Regions from separate parts of the Mus musculus genome. Here regions 1 and 3 are each linked to region 2. Evidence: chromatin contacts called from public promoter capture Hi-C data. All regions are on one chromosome and are shown on one strand. Each heading gives the region's core, a stretch centred on a gene start, on an enhancer-like site or on the middle of the called end of the contact. The rest is flanking DNA. Distances are from core to core; before and after follow the strand shown. Region 1 overlaps Palld (palladin, cytoskeletal associated protein). Region 2 holds the start of Hpf1 (histone PARylation factor 1). Region 3 has its middle 23 kb from the start of 5730405A17Rik.

Evidence for each region. Promoter capture Hi-C pulls out the DNA fragments that hold promoters and counts their contacts.
Region 1: a contact with region 2 is called in a promoter capture Hi-C map of pre-B cells. The contact joins the enhancer-like site here to the promoter of Hpf1 in region 2. A contact is called at or near these places in 16 of 39 promoter capture datasets (the 3T3-L1 cell line, 3T3-L1-derived adipocytes, the C10 cell line and 11 more), 2 of 484 Hi-C or Micro-C datasets (the HPC-7 cell line and embryonic stem cells) and 1 of 9 other capture datasets (embryonic stem cells).
Region 3: a contact with region 2 is called in a promoter capture Hi-C map of pre-B cells. The contact joins the enhancer-like site here to the promoter of Hpf1 in region 2. A contact is called at or near these places in 1 of 39 promoter capture datasets (pre-B cells) and 2 of 115 datasets of contacts at active chromatin or transcription factors (effector CD8 T cells and memory CD8 T cells).

The regions. Positions count from the first base shown.
Region 1 is chr8:61,515,786-61,519,083 of GRCm38.p6, forward strand. Palld (palladin, cytoskeletal associated protein) reads right to left here. Exons shown (of 22, transcript NM_001293772.2): 19 at 750-957; 20 at 84-249. Among named protein-coding and RNA genes, the nearest start is that of Cbr4, 30 kb to the left of the region's middle. Within about 2 kb of position 1,501, at least 124 of the 459 cell types and tissues checked have an H3K27ac peak or open chromatin away from gene starts, as enhancers often do. A contact at or near this core is called in the HPC-7 cell line, embryonic stem cells, hematopoietic stem and progenitor cells and 1 more, where this site is marked.
Region 2 is chr8:60,888,253-60,891,724 of GRCm38.p6, forward strand. Hpf1 (histone PARylation factor 1) reads left to right here and starts at 2,176. Exons shown (of 8, transcript NM_028299.3): 1 at 2,176-2,284. The coding sequence starts at 2,237.
Region 3 is chr8:61,449,750-61,453,142 of GRCm38.p6, forward strand. It overlaps a transcript of Sh3rf1 not described here. Among named protein-coding and RNA genes, the nearest start is that of 5730405A17Rik, 23 kb to the left of the region's middle. Within about 2 kb of position 1,347, at least 109 of the 459 cell types and tissues checked have an H3K27ac peak or open chromatin away from gene starts, as enhancers often do. A contact at or near this core is called in effector CD8 T cells, memory CD8 T cells and pre-B cells, where this site is marked.

The DNA.
Region 1 (3,298 bases), core at 251-2,750, 630 kb after region 2:
GCATGCAGTATCTGATGCGTCGTTTCAGCTAGCACCGGGACTGTGCAAGTTCTGAGGTAGACGAAGCCACCGTGCAGTCTTACCTTACTCGCTCAGTGCTGTGAGTGAGCGATTCATTTTCTTTCTTCCAAAATATCTGAGGTGGCGGCACTCCCGAGACACGGCATTCCAGCCGCACTGGGTATCCATCAGCAACCCCCGTGTTCTGTAGCTTCTCCATAAACACAGGGGCCTTGTGTGCTTCCTTAGCTAAGGGAACACGAGAGGAATGATCTGTTAGTGGCATGCCAAAGGGTCACTGCGAGGAACTCGGGAGCTTTAGAAAGATGAAGTACTGTTTTCACGTCGGGTGGTAAGAGGTTAGCCCTCCCCTCAAGCAAAGGTCTGTACGCTTCATTCCACTCACGTTATTTCCTCAATTAATTCAAGACTGATAGGCCCACATAGTGCCCGGCCATCTGCTCCTCAGAATGCCTGCCTGACAGGCCTCAGAGATTCGGAGTCATTGCTAGCAGCTGCGAGAGCATTGCTCTAATTAAGTCAACAGGCTCGCACAGGCCTTACCTACTGCTGCCACCTAGTGGTGCCGAGTATTTCAGCACCAGGATTCCCTGGCTGCCACCTGAAATGCCTTTTTTTTTTTGAAGATTTAAAATTTGGAACTCATAAAGTCATTACTTGACCACAGAATTCATTTCTTTGCCCACTAACTTGTTTCAGCAGTGAGAAAGAAATCACAGGCCACCTACCAGCAACCACAAGCTCCAGGTTAAACGAGTTCTGTCCTGCTCTGTTGGTGGCAATACATGTGTAGATGCCGGCGTCCCGGGACGTGACTGGCTCTATAATGAGGGAGTGGACCCCATTCTCACGGACCAGCATCTTGTGAGCACTGTCGGGGCGTATGGGCTTTCCATCTAGTTGCCAGCTGAGATCTGGGGTTGGTAACCCACTGACCTACACCAGAAAGGAGACACACATGAACTTCTCCAGTAGTAAAACCATCAAATCACCAAGAGTTACGGATCCAGAGTCAGTTCGTCCTCCGGTAGCACAAACAATGGCTTTTCCATGTTACTCTCTTGTTTAAAACCTTCCCGTGGTTCCCATGAGCACTGAGAGATACACTTCTAAACATCTTTTCTAGAACAATTCGGAGGTAAGTAAAACGGGGATTAAAACATATTTCTGTCATCTTCTTACCTCACCTAAGACTATAAACATTCCCAGGTGATGATGGCACCGAGCTCTGAGCTCTTTGGAAACACGGGAGGTGCAGCCTTTATAACAGTAACACTCAGCTGGAAAGCTTCCCACCAAGGACTGGCCATCACCATGGAGATGCATGTGACACAGACCTATTATTATTTTATAATCTTTGAAAGTGAATAACCAGAGCAATTTGAAATTGCCCAGAAAGTCAGACAAATTAGCATCACAATGGAGACATCCTGAAAACCTTAAGAGCTTGGCAGTTGTGTTGAACAGAGAGCAGGCCAAAGCATTCAATGGCTAGTCCCCCTTGCATTGTTAAAGGGAGGGGCAGTGGCCATCTGCTGGCTTTGTATAGGGCTGCCCTTGACTTTAGGATAGAAGAGAAGTGAGGAAGAGTTGATATTCCTCCTTCCTCCTACTCTACTAGTGGGAAATGATGTATTCTGCTACCCAAAGACTATTGGATCATAAAACAATCATAAAACTATTGGATTATGAAACGGTTCCTTTGAAACACTAGCCTTGTCTAAATCAGCCAGAGAACCCGTACAGTTCCTCCTGCCCCATGGTAAGTACTCATTCCTGCTACCAACAAGGTGTCTCGGACACATGTAGTCACATCTGGAGAATGTAAGGGGAAAAAGCGCAATTACGTCATGGGTTAAAGGGGTGGGGTTTCGAAAGAGCAGTAGTTAGGAAGTGGTTTCTCCTCATGTACCCTCTCCCCGTGGGAAGACACTAGAAGTGGTACAGAAATATCAGAGTAGATAGATAGTTATGACTGGGCTCCAGGTCCTGGGGAGCTTATAGTTTGTTCCCATTTTTCTGGGTTTGATAATGGACAAGCAGGATTTGTGGCCCTAGGGCAGGAAGGTGTTGACCGGGTCCTTTCAAAACAGGAAGTTTGCAGAGGAGCAGTTCCAGGGGGCGACGTTACTCAAGCAGAGTGAGCATGCCCTGTTCTCGTCATTGTCACTGCAGCTCTCCCAGTGAGTCAGAGAGCAGAGCATAGCACAATATGGTATCAGGAACTAAAGGTCACCACAGGTCGGCCACAGTCTGAGCAGTTGGTCCTCTTGATCCATGTGCAGACGCAGAGAGAAGAGCACACTTGTTATCTATCATGAAGCGTTCCCACCGAGCAGGCTTACAGCTGAGTGAAGGATAGAGCCTGTGAATGTACTGCAGGGGCTGTGGCGGGAGGGGCTCCATTCGGTGTTTGACTTATTATGACTTTTTCCTCTTTCAAATCTTAAATACACGGAAATTTTCCTTCGAAGTAGGTAGCAGTGTGGCATGTCTGTTCATATGGCTGGACACCTGTGTCCTTTCTTTCCTTCCTTCTTGTGGCCTAGGCTGGTGTCGAATTATTACGTAGCCAAGAATGCTGTTGACCTTGTGATCCTCCCATTTCTGCCTAACGCAGTGCCAGGATTACGGACTTGTGCCACCATTCCTGCTGACTTCCATATTTTCTCTATCCAGGTCATATCGTTATAGTGAATTCAACTAGTGATTATTTTAACTCTCAATATCCTTTTAATGGCAGAGGTGAAAGGATGTCTATGTTGCTGCTTAGAGCAATAGATAGTTATCAGAGCGCTACATATCAGCATATCGGCCACACCCACTCTTGCTACCTGCTTTTGTTTTAAGATCAGACTTGCTCTAATTGTACTCCTATGGGATGCAGTGTACATTAAAAAAATTACACATTTTCCTTAGTTTCTTTCCTTTCCTTGTTTTTCTGAAACAGGGCCCGTCTGTGTAATGCTAACTGGCTTATGTTTCCCTGTGTGTAATCAGGCTGGCCTGGGTCCCTGCCATCTGAGGGCTGGGAGTAAGGGTTTGTGCACCACACCTGGCCTATAATTCTGTTTTTAAAACTGCAGTTAATAACAACCTCGGGATAGCATCATCTTCTTTGTTGACTGGATATGCCATCCTATACATTATATCTGTGAATTAACTTAACACTTAAAGTGTTCATTTAGAAGATGGGCAAGCCAAAACTTTAGTTTGTATATTTTGCATCCGTGATGCCCTAGACCATGCACAACACACATCGTGGAATGATGACAAT
Region 2 (3,472 bases), core at 926-3,425:
TGGGCTCCAAGGGGTACACTCAATACCAATACAAAACAAGTAATTAAAAAGATATTACATTTGCATTATAAGAAGAAATAAGCCCTTTCCTCTCCACCATGAAGGGAAGTCAGGGCAGGAACTCAGGAACTCACACTGAAACCTGGAGGCAATAGTTGAAGCAGAGACCACGGTGGAGCACGGGGCTTGCTTTCATGCCTGGTCCAGTCTGCTTTCTGATAGGACCTAGGACCACCTGCCCAGGGGTACCAAAGCCCTCGGGGTGCTGGGTCCTCCCACATCAATCATTAATCAAGAAAATGCCTCACAGACTTGCCTACAGGCAATGTGATAAAGGCATTTTCCCAATTGAGGTTCTTCCCAGGTGACCCTAGGTCAACTTGACCAAAACAAACAAACAAACCAAACCAACAAACAAAAAAAAAAGATAAAACAAAAATAAATGAAACAAATAAATAAAAACAAAAACAAAACAGGATAAGAAAGAGATGTGCTTTAATGTCTTTTTGTAAAAAAAATCTATATTTGATAGAGATTTTGAAATTACATTGTTCAAATAATGTAATTTATAACCAGCCTCAAAGATTAAAGTTTTAAAATTAAATGTAAAAAGAATGGATTCGCTTATTTTAAAGAATCTCGTTTTGTAAATGAGATTATAAAGTAGTTTAAGAGGTGCACTGGTTAGGATTGTGAATGAGATAAAGGTTAGTATGAAAGGTCATATGGAAACAAACATTCTAATCCCAAGTATGGGTTATTGGCTGTTTTCCACACTCTTGTTTCAAACAGCTCTCTAAAGACTTTAGCCTATATTATCACAGTCTTTTCAAGTATTGTTAGGTGTGCTGAAATTCTTTCAGCTGGTGTGAAACATGTACCAGATGAGTACATGAGTGGGGTAGGAGGAGGATGGAGGGAGTGCGACCTTTAGGTCTTTTATTTTCTCTTTCACTCCCGCCCCAGTTACAGCAAGGGAGCAGCTGTGCCCCTGGTTTGAAGTGCTCCTCAAAACCGGAGGAGAAGGCTCAGTGGTGAAGAGTAATACACTGCCCTTGCAGGACACCCACGTCGAGTGGCTCACTGCCACTTATAACTCTATCTCCAGAGAATCCGATGCCTTTTTTTTGCCATCTGTGGGACACGCGCTCACACACACACACACACACACACACACACACACACACACACAAATCTACAAATCTACACTCATATAACTAAAAATAAAATAAGTTTAAAACCAAGGATATGTTCCACAAAATGAGAGTATACAAATTGTGAATAAGGAAGAGAAGGGGAAGGTGGTGGAGGAGTGTGTCTTCCAAACTGTGTTCTTCCTGAGAGTCAGATTCTGATTTTTAAGCTCTGGGTAGAGCCTGACAGTGTGCCTTTTTAAACTGGCTCGGGGTGCTGCAGCTGCTCGTGGTACAGGGCTTACACTAAGCATAGCCAAGATTTGTAAAAACAAAAACAAAAAACGAATTGTATTAGGAATGAAGAACAGAGAAATGAGAAGAGAGAGAGAGAGAGAGAGAGAGAGAGAGAGAGAGAGAGAAAGAGAGAGAGAGAGGATGTGAAGATAAAGGGAAGGAAATGGAGGGAGGTAAAGAAAAGAGAAAAGATAGGTTTACTTAGTGTTAGACAATAGTGCAATAGGAAGGGAAAGGGAAGCCGGGCGGTGGTGGTGCACGCCTTTAATCCCAGCACTCGGGAGGCAGAGGCAGGCGGATTTCTGAGTCAGGACAGCCAGGACTACACAGAGAAACCCTGTCTCGGAAAAAAAAAAAAAAAAAAAAAAAAAAGAGAGAAAGGGATGGAGTGCAAAAAATTAATTCTTTAAATGAGTAGAAACAAAGAAAACGAAAAGGCTGAAGTGAGGCAGCATCTTAAAGCTATCTCTCTTGAGCATATGAGGACGAAGTTTATCGCTCCTTAAGAACCCAAATTCAATAGTCATATAGTCTAGGTTCTAGCGCACGCTGGCGCTAGGCAATGGGCGGGGCCCCGGATGTAGCTCAGGGGGCGGTGCTTGCGTTCGGGGGGGCGGGGCCACCCCAGGTCTGCGGACCGGGCCTTGCGTCCTCCTCCGTCTCAGGGGGCGGAGCCTGGTCTCTAAATTGGCGCCTCTGAGTGGCTAAGCGGCAGCTCGGATTGGCGGCTTTTGAACCCGGAAGCACTAGCGGGCGCTCGGAAGCGGCAGGAGCGCGGGCCTTGGCTCGCTCGCTGCGGCTGCGGGATGGTTGGCGGTGGCGGGAAGCGCCGGACGGCCGGGGCGGGACCGCAGGTAGGCGAGGCGGGATGCGCTGGGTATGGGGACGCTATGGGCCGTGGAGGAGCCGAGGGCCGCCCTGCGGGGCAATGGCCCGGGGAAGTCGTTCCTTTCCAGCGCCAGCCCAGTTCCCACGAAGCTCTGCAGCCAGCGGACGGACCATTCATTCATTCATTCATTCACTCACTCACTCACTCACTCACTCACTCACTCACTCATTCACTTACTAACCAGCTGATGGAAACTGGAGGAGCTGCCAGGGCGGCGAGGCACACGCGAACAAACATTTCACCTTTCGTTTTTTTTTTTGCTTGGGGTTAACGCAGGTGTGTAAAAGAAAATGCTGGAATTAACAAGCCCTGGAGTTATTAAAGACTTTTGTTTAAGACAGTCTCTATGTTGTAGCCCCGGCTGTCCTGGAACTTGATATGTAGATCAGAACTCAATATGTAGCCTCCAAATCACAGAGACCCTCTTGCCTCTGCCTCCAGGACACGAACCACCACTGCCCGGCTACTTTGGTAGCCTGACCTGGAAGTGTAAGGGATACGGGTTCTCAGATGAGTGATAGATTGGCCAGTCTGGACTCTTACATGATTTCATGGGTTCCTTAAGCATACAGTAGCTAATGGGAGAAGTTAAGCAGGGAAACGAACGTTTAACAAAAGTGACACCAGCTATGTTTTAAACTGGGTAGGGTGAGGCGATTGCTAAGGCTTAACGGCCAGTGGATGGCGAACATAGGTATTATTCTCGTTGTGTTGTGTTTTCTCACAACACCAAGTTAAAAATGTGGTTTAAAGAGAACAGCCTTGTCAGGCAGAAGCAATAAGACCAAAAGTTCAGTGTCCTCCTCAGTTACATTACAAGTTCAAGACCAGCCTGGGTTACAATAGACCTGTCTTAAACAAAGTCCAGCTTGATGACGTAGAGAGTAATAGTACTGATGACTTGAATTCAGTCCCTGAAGTCATGTGGAGTTAGGGAAGGGGACAATGTGACCAAATACGTTGTATGTAAAACCACTCCCACAGTTCTGCATCTACCCATTTGGGTGCCTTTTCCTTTTTGCCTAAGCATTTCCTGCCGCTTCTAGTCACTGTGGCTATCACCCTGAAGTTGGAGTTACCCTTGCCTTCTTGTAGAGTTTGTTGTTTCCTTAAAAAGCTTTTATGGTACATCTTGTCTTAGTCAGTATTCTAC
Region 3 (3,393 bases), core at 97-2,596, 560 kb after region 2:
TGTGAAAATTCTTCTAGAAGAGAGAACCACTTTGGAGGAAGTGGTTCCTCCTTTCCTAGCCCTGAGGAGGAGCTGAGATTCCCATGTTGGCTAGACGAAGGTCTTCTGAGGCCAAAGTGGGGACTGCCTCATATAGGATACAAGATGAATGAAGCAGTAAAGGTTACCCACTCACCACTACCACCACCACCACCACCACCACCACCAAAGAAGCAGTAGAGGCTACCCCTTCACCACCACCACCACCAATGAAGCAGTAGAGGCTACCCCTTCCCCACCACCACCACTGGCTGGTTTACAACCACATGCTTCTAAATACAAACTCTTTTTAAAAAGAGAAAAGAAACCGACGTTTCAGGGAGCACGTTTATTTATAGTGCAATCAGCAGATCCCCTGGTCCTTCATATACTTATTTTTGTAGAGCTGGGGGCGGAACCCAGGTCCTTTCATGTGTCATGCAGGCATTTGAGCAGTAAACTATAGCCCCAGTCTGAGCAATTAATCCTTGTGAACCTTTTCGAACGCTGAGCAGAACTTCTGGCTTTAGCTACAAAATTCTGATTCAAAAGATACATGTGAAGTACCGGTTTTAGGGTTCTGTTTAAATCGAGAGTGGTTTAAAGATCTGTGAAGCTGGAACACACAGAGGCATAGTGGGTATGTGGAGAATGAAGGGTCAGCAGGAATTGCTAAGCTAAGCAGGACACGGTAGTGCAACATCTGCAATTGCTGGACTCCAGGAACAGAGGCCGAAGGATCGTGAGCTGAGACCAGCCTGAGTTACAAAGTGTGATGGTTTATATATGCTCGGCCCAGGGAGTGGCACTAGAAGGAGTGGCTCTGTTGGAGTAGGTGTGTCACTGTGGGCATGGGCTTTGAAACCCTTATCCTAGCTGCCTGGAAGCCAGTATTCTGCTAGCAGCCTTCAGATGAAGATGTAGAACCCTTAAGTCCTCCTGCATCACGCCTGCCTGGATGCGGCCATGTTCCTGCCTTGATGATATTGGACTGAACCTGTAAGCTAGCCCCAATCAAATGTTGTCCTTATAAGAGTTGCCTTGGTCATGGTGTCTGTTCACAGCAGCAAAACCCTAAGACACACAACAAACTGCTTTTTCAAAATAGCCAAGCACTGGGGATGTAGCTCTGTGGTATAGCACTAGTTAAACACGAACAAGGTTTGATCTCCAGCGGCACACGAGTAAGCTAGGATGAAGGAAGAGAAAGTGAGGAAATACCAAAAATCCCTCAGCATAAGAGAGACTCAACATCTCTGTGACAGAGGGTTTAGGTTGTGCATAGTTCAAATCGAAAGAGAGCTTGCTAAAGGCAGTGCAGTTTCATTTAAGAACTAAGAGATACGTCTGTGGTTTCGGTTTTGTTTTCTGTTCAGTTATGATCTATAGTCAGCTCCTACAGAGCTCCTACAAACCAAGGATTAGACCTGGGTGCTGTGAACCTGGCTTGCAGCGTCCCTTGTGTCCTTTTATAGGGGAAAATACCCCTTCCGGGTCCCCAGAGATATCTGCAGGAACCACTTACAGAAACCACAGTAGGGACAAGCCCCTGGGAAGCTTTCACCTTGGTAGCTGAACGTAAATGCAGTCCCAAGCAGAGTTGGGGATGCTCAGATGCCATGCATTTGAGAGGACTGAGTGAGACCTGGAGGTAGGTAGAGTCATGTCCTTTCAGCTCCTTATCAGAGGGAGAGGGGGGAGTAGGTCCCAGACTTGAGTCAGGCAGGAAGCAGTATTTTGGAACTTCTGTCATTTCCAAGAAAATGTGTCAACCTGCCCCCCCCCCCCCCAACTACCAAAACCACCACCAAGGCGGTTGATGACAGCTAATATTCTGAAGATTACTTTAGGAATGTACCTGTGTGCTTCACTCGAGCTGGTGAAGTGACTCAGAAAGCACAAGCGGTGCCAAGCAGCTTCCGAATGACACTTTTGCTTCTGATAACTTTCTAGAAAAATTAAATGTTCTGTGAAGGATAAATTGCTGTTTGATGCGAATTGTCTTGTTAAAAAGCCATTTCTCCTCCCCAGCAACCTACTTCCTATGTCATTAAGCCAGCTGATTGGCTATGTCTAGACAATCATGATGGTGATTTACTACCTTTATGTGTGGTCGATGCTGGGGGGAGGGGGTCCAGGGTGGGGGAAGGGCAGGCGCATTCCCCATCTCTGGTGTCTCTTGGAGAGTTGATGATCAAGTCCCCAGCCGTGGCATTAAACACAGCAATAGAACACGGAGGCACAGTGAAGCATTTCCACCGCAGGTTATGAGCTGAGATATAAAATAAGATTTATTTGCAACAATCTGATAGAGAAAATTGAGTCCTGGGAATTGATGTCCTACAAAGGCTTTCTCATCACCCAGGGAGTGACTATGGATGTGAGTCACACTGTGAGAGGAAAGAGCTGGTGGTGGCAAAGACATAAAACTGGAGCGTTGACATTTGCTGCAGCCACTCTTAAAGATAAAGGAATTGACCAGTTTGTGCAATGTGAAATATGCTCACAATTACAGCCTTTTCTGATCCAGGCTCTGCTCGCAGCTGGATACCTTGGGCTTTTAAATTGATGCTATCATTCAACCTTTCTTTCTTTTTTTAATGCACTTCTTCTGCAAATGTGGTACCAAATAAACAACCATCTCCCCAAAATATCAGGCTCCTAGTCCCGAAAGGTTTAATCCTAGGAAATAATTTCAAATAAATGGGACGTGGCATCTACCATTTCACTTCTTATTTCCTAAATTCTCCGAGCAGCACCATCGCCATGTGAATGCAATGGCATAATAAATCCAAGTTAATATTTTAAAATGCAACGGGAAACAAGAAGTGTTGCGTTAAATTTTACTTGCGCAGTATTCATTCAGCAGTCAACGTGGTCGCAGTTTTAATGTGTGTGTGTGTGTCTGATTCTGATAGGCTACATTCAGAAAGAAGATATATGTGACTTCTCAGTTTGTATATAATCCAACCAGTGCTCCCAAAATACTTTCAATGTCTCCCCATGTTTGTAAACCGACAGGTACCAGACAGAACTAAAAACAATGTACCTGTTTATAAACCTGATAGAGCTTAGTCTGAACCAAGACTTCCTTCCTTCCTTCCTTCCTTCCTTCCTTCCTTCCTTCCTTCCTTCCTTCCCTCCTTCCTTCTGTCTGTACATCCTTCCTTCCCTCCCTCCCCTTGTCCCTCCCCTGTCCATCCCTTCCCTCCATCCCCTCTTCCCTTCCCTTCCCTTCCCTTCCCTTCCCTTCCCTTCCCTTCCCTTCCCTTCCCTTCCCTTCCCTTCCCTTCCCTTCCCTTCCCTCCCCTCCCCTCCCCTCCCCTCCCCCCCCTCCCCTCCCCTCCCTTCCCTCCCTCTCTTCCTCTCTCCCTC